Regions from separate parts of the Mus musculus genome. Here region 1 is linked to region 2. Evidence: chromatin contacts called from public HiChIP or PLAC-seq data. All regions are on one chromosome and are shown on one strand. The core of a region is the stretch at or near the end of the contact, and the rest is flanking DNA. Distances in the headings are between cores, read along the strand shown.

Region 1 (2,700 bases), core at 200-2,699, 130 kb before region 2:
CAGGACTCAGGCATGAACTCTACCATACAGCTATATTCCAGTCCTTAGCACATGGTGGGAGTGGAAGGAGGGGGCAGGGGGGGAATGGACTTATACTAGGGATTGAATTAAAGGCCTCTTACTTGCTAAGTAAGCGCTCTACCACTGAGCTACATCTCAAGTCAGGAGTAGGTAGTAAAAGAAAAATGGACAATTAAAAAGAAACCAAGACCATAGGTGCCTTGAGGGTGTTTCAGGAATTAGAGGAACTTCTGCTCTAAGTTCCACTGTGTTGATGTAAAACCTCCTTTGAAAGACTTTCCCTAAAGAAGATGGAACTGCTGGGACACTCTGCTTATACAAGGAGGCCTAGGAAGGGCTGGAGAGATGAGATGGCTCAGCCAAGCCACAGGGGCTGAGCTCCCCAAGTACGCCAGACTCTAGACAGCACGGCTATGTGCACAAATTGACTTCCATGGTCTTGGCTTTAGTTTAACCTTCCAATGGTAATCGCCCACTCCTCCTTCTTAGAATATGCCATTGTATATTAAAAGCATATGATTTTCTTTTTAATTTTACAGAGATTCAGCTGAGTTTGACCAGAGTATCAGAAGAGACTTTGAATTTGGGCTCTGGAATAATACTGGAAGTGTCAAGATTGAAGGCACTCTTAGATATTAACTAAATGCACTATACTCGTGAGATGGCAATGAGCCTTTGGGAACAAGGGCACAATTTTATGAAATCTTTTAATGTTCACCATGGGTTCATGATGTGAACATTTGGTCCCCAAGTAGCAGTCCTATTTGGGGAGATTCTAGAAACTTTAGATGAGTCCTTACTAGAGGAAGCACATTATTTGGTGTGTCTTTGAGGTATCTTTCCCCAGCTGTTTCCCCACCCACCTCAATGAAGGCTAGGCGGCTCCCACACAGTGACAGACTGAGCCCTCTGAAATCATATAAGCAAAATAAATTGTTCCTGCCTTAAATTGCCTGTGCCCAGCATTTGGATTACAATGAAGAGAACAATTAACTAATGAAATCATCCAAAACACCAGTAGGACAGATTTCACATTTGTTCAGATCTTTTACAAAATCAAGTTCTCAACAGCCTACCCTCAAAATTCACTATTTCTAGATAATAAACAGAAGTCAGACCAAATACCATAAACAAACTGTGAGAACTTCTAGATAAAACGAGGGAAAGAAAGGTCTCAACAACTTCTACAGAGTTCTGTTTTGTAAGGAATGTTAATCTCTGACTACAGTGCAGGCCTAAGTCAATTTCCCTCTACTTTGCTCTCTCCAAGAGCCAAATTGGCAAAGTCCTGGCATCTAGAACTTTGTCTAGAAAGGTCTCAAAGACATGCAGAAAAAAATAGTTATTCCAGTGCTCATCCCTCAGCCTGGCTAGTTCAGAGCTGCTGAGGTACACTGGACACCAGAACCACAGGCTGTGGTAATGACAAAGACAGCTAACACTTGTTCAACACTTCCTTCCTTCAAGTCCTTTATAGTCTCAAAATAACCCTCTAAAACAGAGCCTTAAAATGAGAAAATCTGAGACTTAAAATGTTGGGGTTTTCTTGTTTTGTTTTATTTTGTTTTTGTTTTTTTGAGACAGAGTTTCTCTGTGTACCTTGGCTGTCCTGGAACTCACTCTGCAGACCAGGCTGGCCTCGAACTCAGAAATCTGCCTGCCTCTGCCTCCCAAGTGCTGGGATTAAAGGTGTGCGCCACCACACCCGGCCAGAAAATTGTTTTTTATAGATGATATAATTTATTAAAGACACAGGAAAAACTGAGAGAAGAAAAGCCAGTCTACCCAATGGTAAATCCTTTCAGGTCTAATGTTAGCTGCCAGAAGGGGCCATGGCAAAACACACTGAAAAAAATCATGAGGGTTGCAAACTTCCTCCACAATCCACTAGGACATCCCCATAGGCCACTTTTTCTTCCTTCTTATCACAGAAGTTCTTGAAGCATCACAGCGCCCACCATGTGGAACCTGCAGACTCAGCATCTCCAAGCAGACTCCTGAGACTCTATGTAGCACAGGGACCTTTACTGCAGCAAGTGCCAGGGAGTCACCTCCTCCCTTTCTCCCTCATTCTTCTTCATATAAAGTATTCACAGTCCTAATATTGTGGAATTGTAACTGGAAGACTGAGTTCAAAGGCAGCCTATACTACATACTGAGACCCTATCTCAAACAAGTTTTTAAAAGCTTTATAATAAAGTTAGCACATGCAATGTTAAGATTATATACTATAACCTCTTCATTGAGGTGTTTTGTTGTTGGAGTTGTCTGTTTGTTTTGGGGATTAAGGGTTTTTTGCTGTTGCTACTTAAGATGGGGTCTCAAATATGCCAGGCTGGCCTCCATCTGTCTACATACCCAATATTCTAATCACCTCTTGAGTGCTGGCATTGTGGCACATACCACCTCATCCAGTTTATGCAATGGGATTGAACCCAAAGCTTTATAAATGTTGAGAAGTGTTCTACCAATGAAGCTACATCTCCAATTGCCTTTACAAACGTTTAAAAATGAAGGAAAGTTTTTCCTCTGTAGTGAGAACTGAACATCTGATCTTTCCACTAAAACTACTCCCAGCTGTACTAATGGCAACTTAAGATCCTTCTTTTCCGCTTACAACACAATCCATGGTAGTCCCAGGCAGCCTTCTCTCGAACACCCCACAGGCCTACTGTTTTA
Region 2 (2,851 bases), core at 265-2,764:
TGGTTTGGAGCACCCACACTGGGTGCCTCCTAACTCCAGCTCCAGGGATACTTACTGGATGCTTCTGGCCTCCATGAGAATTCGCACTCATATGCGCAAACCCACACACAGACACAGACACCTAAGTGAAAAAGAAAAGTCAAAAAAAAAAAAAGTAACAATATGCTTGAAAAAGAGAAGTTCGCTTCCGGTCTGGGATAGCTCAGTCGGCAGGTAGAATGCTCACCTAGATGGAATGAAGGGCTGGTTTTGAGTGAGCCCCAGTGTTCAGCTGTGATCCCAGGGCTGAGGTAAACGCAGCATGGTCAGACTGCTCACTCACCCCACTTAAACCTCATTCAAAGTAAATGAAGGACAGGCTATTTAGGCAGCAGGTTGGAGGCCACTGAACAAAGCATAGTCACTAACAAAGAAGACCCAACAGTCCAAGGGCCCATTTAAAGGAGAGATTCAGGAATGCAAATTTAGTCAGTCAAGTTATAGAAAGTGAGGGCTGGAAACCATCCAGTGGCTTAGCTCTCTCCACAATCCTTAGGTGACCTTTATGAGTGTAGCTTCAGCGGAATATTAGCCTCGGAAATTAGTATGACGTGGGAGCATGCTGGATCAAGTAGTGTTTTGATTTTTCGGTTTCAAAACGTGTGAATTCATCTGTCTACCAGACTAAGGGCCAGAAGATGGTGCTGGCAGGAGTCTGAAGTCCACGAGAGAGGAAATGACCCATGCAAATGCAGTCACTGCTCGGTTTGCAACTAGATGGAAACCATCTTCACTGCCAGTAAAGATGATTTCAGGAAAGATGATTTAAAAAATTGCTTGTTGCAATTTTCATTTTCTTTTTCCCGGAGAGCAGCAGGAGAGACAGTTGACATTTGAGCTCTCTCTCGGAACTGCCCCTGTCCCTAATTTGAGCAGAGCGCTCACAGCGGACCACAGACCGGCTCCTTAGCTGGTTTTCTTTCCACGAAATCTTTCAGCCATAGAAAATGAACAAAAGCAGGGCTCCCCAGACAGCCCAGCCAGACATCTCAGCTGCCGGAATAGGTGCTTGGGAGTGGCTCAGGGGTGCGAAGCGCAGCCTCGCTCTGTTGAAGCCAGGTACTGTCCTGGGCAATTGGCTCCAGGTTTAGCTCCCGAGGCGGCCGTCGGGGGCTACAGGCACCCGTGGCGAGGGATGCCAAGGGGAAAGGGTGCCAGGTTCCGCTCGTCCGGCGCAAGCTACTCATCCCCGACATCCCCCGATTCTTCTGGCGATCCGGGCCCCGCGGCGCGGTTGCCTCTTTTAGCCGCACCACTGCCCGGTGCCCGTGACCACCCGGTGGCTGCTTTCGGTTCCGCGCCTTATATGGCCTGGCAGGGGGGTCACGTGCGTCCCGGGCCGCCCGCCGGGAGGGGCCGCTGGGGGAGGGGCGGACGGCGGGAGAAAAGGGGAGGGAGTCGGAGGCGGAGACAGGAGAGAGAGAGGGGCGGATTCTGCGGCCGTGGGAGGCGGCGGCGGCTTGAGGAGCCGAGCGCTCGCCGCCGCGCCGTGGAGCGGGACTCAGGCGGCTGCGGAGGCGGTGGCGGAGGAAGGGACCGGCGCGGGGGCGGGCGAGCGCGGCGGAAGCCAGAGAACGCGGGAGGGCCCGTGGCTGGCCCCGGGCAGGAGCCAGGGCGGCAGCGACAGCGATCCCAGCGAGGGAGGCGCAGGCAGCGGCGGCGGCAGCGACAGCGATCCCAGCGAGGGAGGCGCAGGCAGCGGCGGCGGCAGCGGCGGCGGCAGCGGCAGCGGCAGCGGGGGCCGGTGTCCGTGCGCCCCGGCGGCCAGCGGGCGCGGGCCGGCGCGATGGAGCCTCAGCACGTGCGCCCCGTGCTTGGAGCCCAGAGCCCGGCCTGGGAGGAACCGGTGGGTACCGCGCCCGCGCCCACCCCTCCCGCTTGTCCTTGCTCCCTGCCTCCCCCTCCCGGCCCATGTTCCGTTCAGGAAGCGGTCCGGGATGAGGTCCCCAGCTGCTTCCCAGCCGGGGCAGCGCTTCCTCCGGCGCCCGGGCTCCTCCTTGCTCGCCGCCCGAAGCGCCTTTGTCCGGTCGGCCTCTGGCGACGGTCCTTAGAGGACCGTTTCCGCGCTTCATCCTTTTCCCAACTTTGCACTTCATTCCCGAGTGTGGCGCGGCGGCCCGGGGAGTGGAGGCGACGGGGTTGCGCGGTCAGCGGGTGGCGCCGGGAGGAGACGGGGCTCACCTCTTGACCGCGCCCTGGCAGTCACCTGGGCACGCAGGTTCCCAAGGACCGCCGCCTGTGGAGGCTGGTGGCTGCCAGAAGCCCAGAGCCACGCCTCCGACTCGAGTGGCCGCGGCTGCCCTGAACAGTTCCGAGGGTCAGGGGACCTGGACCGGGATCCAGCCACCGGCTAACTTCGCTTTCGCCTGGATCTCACAGCACACGCCACGCGTAGATTGAGTCACTTTAGGGGCTCAGAGTGTTGCGTGTGAGAAGAGTCGAGGTCTTTGGATTTATTCCCTAAACTCCTTTAACTTATTTCTTGCACCTCAAACTGAGCCGTCTGTTATCCATCCATCCCTTCAGGGATTCCTCCCAGGAATCCCCGTCCTGCGTAGACCCTTGTAATCTTGAGTGGGCAATGAATTTTGGCTCTGCATACCCTATCTACGTATTTCTTAGTCCTTTTTGATTGACGTTGTGAACCGTCTCAAAAGCCTGGTCCAAAATTTCTGGCTTCATCCTTGCTGCGGTGCTGTTCTGATGATGTTTTCCCAGGGACTTCCTGAGTCTGCTCAGGCGGGCCCTCTGCCTGTTGAGAGCTTGTAGGTCAGGTGCCAGGCTTGCTTCTCCTTTTCTTACCCATAGACTT

What was found. HiChIP or PLAC-seq counts read pairs in DNA pulled down with a chosen protein or histone mark.
Region 1: a contact with region 2 is called in an H3K4me3 HiChIP or PLAC-seq map of bone marrow-derived macrophages, with 3 times the contacts expected there. The contact joins the enhancer-like site here to the promoter of Dgkh in region 2. A contact is called at or near these places in 10 of 39 promoter capture datasets (the 3T3-L1 cell line, 3T3-L1-derived adipocytes, cancer-associated fibroblasts and 7 more), 1 of 15 datasets of contacts at CTCF or cohesin (CD8 T cells), 37 of 484 Hi-C or Micro-C datasets (the BV-2 cell line, CD4 T cells, LSK cells and 20 more), 14 of 115 datasets of contacts at active chromatin or transcription factors (bone marrow-derived macrophages, differentiating embryonic stem cells, embryonic forebrain and 7 more) and 3 of 9 other capture datasets (adipose tissue, liver and pancreatic islet).

What each region holds. Positions count from the first base shown.
Region 1 is chr14:78,864,065-78,866,764 of GRCm38.p6, reverse strand. All of the region lies in intron 1 of Vwa8 (von Willebrand factor A domain containing 8), which reads right to left. Among named protein-coding and RNA genes, the nearest start is that of Vwa8, 16 kb to the right of the region's middle. Within about 2 kb of position 1,449, at least 5 of the 459 cell types and tissues checked have an H3K27ac peak or open chromatin away from gene starts, as enhancers often do. A contact at or near this core is called in bone marrow-derived macrophages, where this site is marked.
Region 2 is chr14:78,731,392-78,734,242 of GRCm38.p6, reverse strand. Dgkh (diacylglycerol kinase, eta) reads left to right here and starts at 1,514. Exons shown (of 30, transcript NM_001081336.2): 1 at 1,514-1,885. The coding sequence starts at 1,826.